Linked DNA regions of Bombyx mori: region 1 is linked to region 2. The links are chromatin contacts, called in public Hi-C maps. All regions are on one chromosome and are shown on one strand. Each heading gives the region's core, a stretch centred on a gene start, on an enhancer-like site or on the middle of the called end of the contact. The rest is flanking DNA. Distances are from core to core; before and after follow the strand shown.

The links. A called contact is a pair of places that touch in the nucleus more often than the background predicts.
Region 1: a contact with region 2 is called in a Hi-C map of whole pupa, with 1.6 times the contacts expected there. The contact joins two enhancer-like sites. A contact is called at or near these places in 4 of 7 Hi-C or Micro-C datasets (midgut and whole pupa).

What each region holds. Positions count from the first base shown.
Region 1 is chr15:622,248-627,273 of ASM3026992v2, forward strand. All of the region lies in intron 7 of E74 (transcription factor E74), which reads right to left. Among protein-coding and RNA genes, the nearest start is that of LOC134200138, 24 kb to the right of the region's middle. Within about 2 kb of position 1,879, at least 5 of the 8 cell types and tissues checked have open chromatin away from gene starts, as enhancers often do.
Region 2 is chr15:580,226-584,770 of ASM3026992v2, forward strand. The region is part of intron 9 of E74 (transcription factor E74); the gene reads right to left. Among protein-coding and RNA genes, the nearest start is that of LOC101739317, 19 kb to the left of the region's middle. Within about 2 kb of position 1,371, at least 8 of the 8 cell types and tissues checked have open chromatin away from gene starts, as enhancers often do.

The DNA.
Region 1 (5,026 bases), core at 629-3,128, 43 kb after region 2:
GCACGGTCCACGTGGTGTTAAATGGGGTTCCTGAGGTTCGTGAAGTTTGACCCACCTTGAGACATGAGGTCGATTTCTCAAATCCGAAACCATGCTTCAGAACATACCGCCGTTAATTATTAATAAATCTCTTTGCTATCATAATACCCTGGTACTTTTCTTCCTATTATTTTACGTAATAACAGTAATAAATAGCACGGTCCACGTGATATTATTAAGTGGGCTCCCTGAGATTATTGGAATTACAAAATGATTTCCGTAATCCACCTGGAGACATGAGGTCAATTTCTCAAATCGGAATCCATACTTCAGAACATACAGCCGTTAATTAATAAAGAAGGCTGTACGTCAGAGTAAAGTTATAATAATACATCTCTTTGATATCATAATACCCTGGTACTTTTCTTCCTATTATTTTACGTAATAACAATAATAGCACGGTCCACGTGATATTAAGTGGGTTACCTGGGATTATTGCAATTACAAAATGTATTCCGTGACCCACCTTGAGACATGAGGTCGGTTTCTCAAATGCGCATCCATACTTCAGAACATACAGCCGTTAATTAAAAGATGGCGCGTAACGGAAAAATGTGACGCGTAACCGAAAAATGTGACGGTAAATTTTTTTCCAACGCCGATAAGGAAGTTTCACTTCAAATGTGAAAGTTTACAACGCTGTTACTTAATATTGCAAAAATGCCCCAACCGATTTAAATAAAATTTCATACAAATATAGTTTAAAGCCTAGATTAAGACATATTTGTTTATGTCATGCTGATAAGTTGTTGATTAGGTTGTTGTAAGCAGTTGACCTGGGCAACTCCGGGTATATCTGCGATAATAAATATAACTATGAGTATGAATAATGTGATAGCCGGTTCGTGATTTTATTGATCTATAAACGGAGTTGCAGTTTATGGAGAAGAGAGTGACAGAAGCAACACTTTATCCCGGGAAAATATGAAGTGTTTAATTACTTACTGAATTATAAATGTAAGGAAGCTGAAATCGCGGGGCAAATCTGCTTTGCCAATAATCTCGACACCTTTCAAATAGTAGTTTTTAAGCATTCACTTTGGCATACATTGTCAGCGAGTACCGCTTGTATGCTCTGATCATAAAATGCGGCACTTACACCTTGAGGTTTAGGGAAATATTTATGAATACGTGCGCTACGTGTGTTTCGAGTTCACGGCTCCACGAGTCGGCCCCGGCGATGCTATTCTTATTCTTAAGTGTTTCACAACTAATGTTCTCAATATTGATGACGGACTGGTAGATTTTCAGACTATTTTTTTATTTTTATTGCATAGATGGGTGGACGAGCTCACAGCCCACCTGGTGTTAAGTGGCTACCGGAGCCCATAGACATCTACAACGTAAATACCGCCACCCATCTTGAGATATGAGTTCTAAGGTCTCAGTATAGTTACAACGGCTGCCCCATTCTTCAAACCGAAACGAATTACTGCTTCGCGGCAGAAATAGGCAGGGTGGTGGTACCTACCCGTGTGGACTCACAAGAGGTCCTTACCCCCCAGTAAAATTATTTATGTCAAAATCTTCGTTAACATAGACTTAGCACGTTGACTGCCATTACTAAGCGTCTGAATTGCTTAACTTTGCTTTCTTTGTGTTTGTTAATGTATCTTTTAGTCTTTTAGGTCTCTTAGAAACAGATTCATTCTCAGTATCCTGAGATTCGTCTTTCCGAAAGTCTGCTGGATATTCCGGTGTCTTAGTAACAGAAATCGACGTGATTACTTCAGAGCGCCATGTAGGGCACCGGTGACCTACGCAGCATTCAAAGGGTTAGACAGTTAATTTAAAGCTGCAAGTGCAGACATCGGTGATTATATACACAGTGCCGTGGGCGTGCGTCAAGGCGCGTGGTGTTGCGTCACCTTGCATCGCTGATCTGTTGTGCAACTGTGACGCGATGCCCTAATATTGTGATCGAAAAAAAGATAAAAGAAGATAACAGCAGATAATTTTATTTATTAATATTTCATTGAACAATTAGAAGTGCGATACGAAATCTATTCCTTCCCGACGATATCAAAACTATAGGCGAATTATAATATAATTGTTTTAGTTGTCACGTTTGCGAGTATATTAGTTTTTTTTTTTGGAAATGAAGCGTCATTCGAAGGTTCTCAATATTTCATTCAGTTCTGTTATAATACATGATGTCGTTCGTCTATAAATGAAACAACAATGAATTTATTGGGATTTTTCATTGGTGTGATCTTTTTGGCAACAAATAAAAATTAACTTGTACCAATATCAGGTAGTTTGACAATGTTTTTCATTGTTATGATTTAAAAAAACAATGGTACTAGATTCGTCTCTGTTTTACTCAAACACTCTTAAAGCGTCCTTAATCTTTTACTGAGCCATTGTAGACCCGCGTGTGTTCATACAGACTGTAGGTTCGTCTATATATGTCAATAAAAAACAGTCTGTCAGTAAATAAAAAAAGAATTATGATTTGTCCACCTAAAATTAATTTATGTTACAACGACCGATCCAACGATTTTGATACTTGTTTTATTGACTAATTACGATTAATCAGAACGTTCTTATTAATAAATCAGTGGTCGAATATTTGATTTCCTGTTTTTAAGTGTTCGATGATGTTGCAACATCCTCTCTTTAATCTCGTTGCGAATGCTAAATTATCAAGTTGGTTTTTAGATGGAATTGTGTGGGTTCTGTGTACATTTAATAGTTTTTTTTATGTAATCTCATAAGAGAAATTGTGTGAATTTGTTTAAGTGTTATATCTAACACAAGAGGCAGTGCTGTAACCTACATATTTCAATTAAAAAATACATTCGTCCGTTGAGGACCGGGCGCGAATTTAGTGTTTTCTGAGGCTCACAGTAATGTAACATAGAGAGTGCTCGTGAGTGTTGTATTCTGTAAACATCGTTAATAGCATAGTACAGTTTTACATATTTACCACACTTGCAAGACACTAAATATGATTTCTTTATTGCCACACTTCATTGAATTTATTGACAGTCAAAATAGATTTAAACAAAATTGAGACACAGACATTAATCAATGAAACATATGTAACGTAGGGAATCATTATTAATGTCCATTGAACCCTATAGCTAAGACGTATGAACGCGGATGCGCGCAAGGCCGTGCGTGCTGCAATCATATGTGCGTGGATTGTTCAAATTAACGATCAAGACTGTTTTCGTTGACTATGAAATAAGGAAGGTGTTCGATTTATTTATTTTCGTTCTTCCTTTTATTCCCAAATGTACATTACTATTGACAATAGGTAATAGCTTTTAATCATAAACATATTTATTGAGCGTTTAACCTACAGACAGAATCCAGAGTTTCTCGCCGGATATTCATAGTTGGTCGCGTTTACGATCCGGTGGTACTTTTTACTGGTGGTAGGACCTATTGTGAGTTCGCGCGGGTAGGTAGCACCACCCTGCCTATTTCTGCCGTGAAGCAGTAATGCGTTTCGGTTTGAAGGGCGGGGCAGCCGTTGTAACTATACTGAGAACTTAGAACTTATATCTCGAGGTGGGTGCCGTATTTACGTTTTAGATGTCTATGGGCTCCAGTAACCACTTAACACCAGGTGGGCTGTGAGCTCGTCCACTCATATAAGCAATAAAAAAAAAGGTAGGTAGATTCTGCGAAGCACTGCTCTTGCTAGGGCTAGTGTTAGCAATATCACCGGCCTTGAGCCCCTTGAGATCACCTACTGCTCGGTGAATCTAGTATGACTCCTTGAGATCACTAGAATAGGTAGGGAAAAAAATTGAACGTGAATACACTTCAGATTGCGCATGTAGAGTGCGCTTTAGAAAAACACAAGTTGTGCTCTGACTAGTGTTGGGTCATGCTGATGCATCACTTGCAGTCCGTTAGCAAGTCAGTCGTTTAATTCAAAGAGTGGAATAGCCGTAACACATTCACGAATGGAGGTTATAAACATTAGGATCAAAATTAATTTGGGTTATCTAGGTCCGACGCGAACTAAAGTCTGCAAACAATGTCATGAGATCCCTGATTCCAGCACGCTCTTGTCAGTTCTGTGTTCTTTGTAAAGTCGCTTCGGGGAATCTTTAGGGTTGTGGTGTAATACTTCGAGCGAAGATATGGTTACCTTTCTTGTGTTGTAATTAAAGTGCTTATTATGAAGAGATCACACTATTGCCTACAAATTCGTATTAAATACGCATATTAATATAGCTTGCTAGCCATAAGTTGAATATGAACTACAACCAAACCTATATTTGATATATTCTGACGTCACATCCTGCAATATAATATGACGCATACATAAAAAAAGGACAAAAACAAAAATCATTACAAAGCCATGCTCTCAATTTTGGGGAAGTCTCCTTATAGAAGTGAAAATTTCTTCGCCATCTTGTGGAGAGACTTCCGAACAAGATATAACACTTGTCGGTTCATTTCTCGTGTGTGTTAACTGCAATCTACTGGTGGTAGGACCTCTTGTGAGTCCGCGCGGGTAGGTACCACCACCCTGCCTATTTCTGCCGTGAAGCAGTAATGCGTTTCGGTTTGCATGGTGGGGCAGCCGTTGTAACTATTCTTTGAGACCTTAGAACTTATATCTCAAGGTGGGTGGCGCATTTACTTTGTAGATGTCTATGGCAGTAACCACTTAACACCAGATGGGCTGTGAGCTCGTCCACACATCCAACCATTAAAAAAAAACATATTTGTTTTAATATTTTTATTCTGTTAAAGCTCTCCTATATTATAAATATCAATACACGAAAGCATCATTGGATATATAGGTAGGATAATCGTATCCATGCAGGGCAATATATTTAGTTCGATCATCATAAAAATACAATAAATTTGGAACACAGCAACAATGTTTAAATCACAAGTCTAGATTTTCTGTAACCGACTTTAAATATACAAGTACAAAGTCAACTTCTCTTGAAGGCACAGTTCAAACACTATTAGTTCGTCTTGGTTCTTGGAAGGAACTTATTATATTAGGCCGAAG
Region 2 (4,545 bases), core at 121-2,620:
ATGTTAATGGAAGAAATATTGTGACAATGGTCATCATTCTAATTAATTTCATGAAAGTAGAATTTGTTAAATCAGAACTCATGTTATCACCACACTTTACATCGCCTGGGCGAGGATAAGTGGACAGCAGTGGAATAAAAAGTAGCTTACATTTATATGATACAAACCATTTCTATACATGATTTCGCCAAAGCCGGTTTAGTTATTAGGGTGTGTAAACGAAACAACCATATACTTTTTTATTAATATTACCTGCATTAGTATTAAAAACTTTTATATAATAAGATAGCTTTTTGGCAAGTTTGCCTCTTTCTGTGACAACTATAGGTACTTTAGAATCCGTTGCGCTGTTCCGGAGATATGTAAGAGCAAAAAAATGGACCGACTATAATCCTAAATATCACTGATTCATGTTCTTCAGTTAAATCTTTTCTACTTTTATCTTATTTTATTGCTCTTGTAGGCAGACGAGCAAACGGCCCACCTGATGGTGAGTGTTTACCGTCGCCCACGGACTTCAGCAATGCCAGGGACAGAGCCAAGCCGCTGCCTACTTTTCTTCAACGTTTGGTATGTTGAAGAAAAGTAGGCAGCGGCTTGGCTCACCGCATTCTACTGTTTTATTACTAGGTAGGTATATTGATATACGTACGTAATATGTATTTTGTTTTGACATTTGAAAACCTTGAATGAGAAGAATGAAGCGAGGAAAATCAATTTCAACTACTTATTTTAAAAAACATCAACAGTTCAAGTGATTGATAATGTATTAGATCGAAATTCAATTGGAAGTCTTATTTGCTTAAATTTTATTGTACCTACATACATTCAATAATATATTGCAGCAAAAGCAATTTTATTATTCTTACCATTATTGCTCAGTTTGAATTAATTAGAATATTAGAATCAAGCTAGGCGAGCAAGTAATCGGGGTACCTATTATAACAAAAATTTTGTATATTGCAACTTACTCCATTTTTTCCTAATTCTTGCGTAAAGTACGGAAGTAATGGTATTTAGAATTCAATGCCATTGCAATCGTTAGATAGTTTTGTGGTAACGCAATTATAGTTTTGTGGTATCGATACTATTTTCCTATAAATTTACTATTTCCAGTCGTTTTTTTTTTTGTATGTCAAAATTAAACTGAACTATTTGAGATATACATGCCAATTGTTTGGTTAGTAAACAGTAGGTACTAAACCTTTTTAGTGGCTGTTTAGAACCTAAATCAATGGACTCTATAATTCGATGTTGGTTCAATAAATTTGTACATGTTTTAAAACGTTTAAAAGAGTTGCACTCGGCCGCGTCGTCAGATAGCGTTATCGGTTATACTGCCGGATGCAGTTATCAGCTTGCTGTATGCGTTACGTTCGGAATGAGAGCGCCGTTTGTCTCGGCCGGGCTATACGCAATGGCTGCCGTTGTGTAAGGTCAGGTTCGGTTACATGTTTACGCGTTGCACAGATTAACATACACTTTTTTTTGTATGAGAGTTCATTTTTGATACGATTATTTTGTTGATTTGGATTACAGCCAAAGTTTTATTAACATTGTAAAATTATTATTGTTCTTGTTTAGATTTTTGTTCTTTCCCTTCCCTTTTCTGTTACTTATTTTATAAGAAGTTTGATTAGCATTATGAATAAAATAATTTAATCCAAAATAGTATTCTGGTTACGTTACTACGGGAATTTTCTTAAGAAAGTTTTATTACCTACAGTTTTTTTTTTTTATTCAAATAAGTTTCAAATTCAAAGCCAATCAAAGGGCGTATTATTGAATGATGATCAGATTACATTAAACATAACAACATTCAAAATAGTAAATTTTACATCAGTTAGGTAATAAATACTTGACAAGAATCAATGTTAAGATGGCCGGTTTGCGTCGCGCCTTATAAGCGTTCTTTTGACACTTCGACTTTAGCGTTGCGTCGTTCGAAAGTCACCGCTACGCGTTGTTTGTCGCGGTATCAATATCTGTTATTGGCGATACGACCTCAACCCGTGGATTGGGAACTGAAGGTGAACCCGCGCGGTTCTTGCACCCCGCTTACGTAAACTAATGCAACTGTAAAAACATTTGTATTATTAATTGTATTGTGTTTTGCGTTGTTTAATGTGTAATATAATTTATTTTGTAAGTTATTGTGAGTGAGTCTCGAGTTTATATTATCTGTTTCGGTAACAGTAGGTAATGGCGGCGGCTTGATGTCTGTTTGCAAATAATTACTCATTTTGATATTTAAATACGAGTTTGAATTAATGTAGATATAAATGTATATTATAAATCATCATTTAAGTACGTATAAACAGAAAATATTAGTTATGAGAAAATAAAAATTTTTGAAAAGAAATCAAATATTCCGATACGAAAAATCCGGGACGAAAACCGATTTTCTTGATAAAAGTATGGCGCCAAGCAAAGGGAACGCGCCTAATTTACAAAAGAAAAAAAAGACTTGAGCATGTGCAAACAAACGCTGCTTTATTTTTTAAATGCGATGCGTTTTTTTATACAACTATGTTTCAAGTTATCCATAACAGTTACATACACACAGATACTAGATTTGCCTCTTTCACTCAGTAAACTTACAGGATGAGCATTATGAAATATGAAAATGTTTAAAGTATAAATGAAAATTATACGTATGTAGAAGAATGAACAGAAATGTTATTATGTAGCTAACTTTGGATGTCGAGCTTTTCTTTGAATTATATTGGGATTGTGCGGACACAATATAATCACATTCTTTTTGGTAAGCTGCGGTGAACGACCTTAACTTCAACAAGCGACTAATGAAAAAGACCATACAAACTAATTAATATTACATGAAATGTGTTTTATGTATTTTCAGCGAAGTCAACGCACTGAAAACTGTTGTTAATCGAGGAAGTGGATTCAGAATTTTAATACTTACTTAATTACAATTGCCCTTATCGTTTTTAACCTAAATTACGTTCTAGTTTAAAAATTCCGTAACTTATTTATTATCAAACTCATTTACATCTACGAGAAAGTATTTTTATTACTCTTTACAATTTCAGTTCCAAGTAATTATCAATAATTTACATACATACTTTAAAATTAGGGTATCTTAAATAGATCTACTTGAAAAAAATAGTTTTCTAACTTCAAAATTTGTTGTGGAGAAGGCAAAAAGTTAGCGAGTTGTTCGGGAGAGGGCGGGAGGGACTAGAGGGAGAGGTGGCGAGGGGGGACGTGGCTGCAACTGTTTGCGCGCGGCGCAGCGTGGTCAATGACACGGCGACATTGCATCAACGCGCGAAGGTCACCTCGCCCCCTTCCCGCGCACTCCTCCCGCCCCAACCACTCCCCCCGCGCTCCCTCTAACGCGTCCCGCGAATTCCTACACTTCCTTGCAACCGGACGCCATTTTAGATCAATCATTTTGCATCAGTGTTCCGAAGGGGTATTTAGCATATTTAGATAATTAATTATACTTAAAGAAAATAATTATATGATGTTAGAATTTGGTCAATATAAAGTATTTCTAATTTTACATAAATTTATCAGCATATAGGTACCTACCTACAGTACCGATCATAAAATTTTAACTACAATAAATAAATTTATAATGATTAGTGATAGTTTAAGTGTATATTAAAGGTACCTAGGCGATTTAAATCTTTAGCATTCAAATCAGTGATTAACTTACTAATACGTGATGGAATAAAAATGTTTGAATTATTTTTGTGTGGTTTGCAAACGCTAAAGTCGTTTTCTGTTGGTACCACGTGTATATCGTATGTCGACAGTTTCCCGTGTCATTTACGATGACCTCTCATCAGCAGCTCTATTTGGTCAAGACTTCACAGACTGCACTGCAACTCGTAGCAAACAATTGTGGCAGTGTAGGTACTGCGTAGTACCTACACTGCCACAATTGTTTGCCACAACACAACTACTGATTTAGTGTTTTGTTATTTGCAAATCTAAATGTCTCTGGTATAATATTGCTCGTGTGATAAAGAGAAGCACGTGTTGGATAACTGAACAGTTGTTTATTTTCTATTATTGTTTTTCACTGCAGAAAAAGAAAAAATCAGGTTACTAGAACGGTTTGCTTGATACGATGTTTCAAGCTAGTTTGTGGATATTTTTTTTGTGTCGTATTAAAAAGAAAACGTAATATCCTCTCACTATTTGTGCGTTTTACCTTTGCTAACGTACTGTGAACTCACACGGGTAGGTGTTAGCATCCTGCAGATTTCTGCCGCAATGTCTTTCGGTTTGTGGAGTGCGATCTCGTTATATAATAGAATTGAGGCTTTAACTTTTGTTTTAAGATTGTTGGCGGCTTTGATGTCCGCGGGCTTCAATAACCACTTAACACTAGGACCACCTAGAAAGTTCGTTTGCACATTTAGTGCAATAAATTAATAAATCCTATTCGTGATCGCCAATTTTCAATGGTTCGTAAAATTGAAACCAATGAAAATTTTCGACTATTGCCGACTTTAAATTTCCTTCGTTATATTAAATAAAAAAATTCTTTAAAATTAATTGAAAAACTAA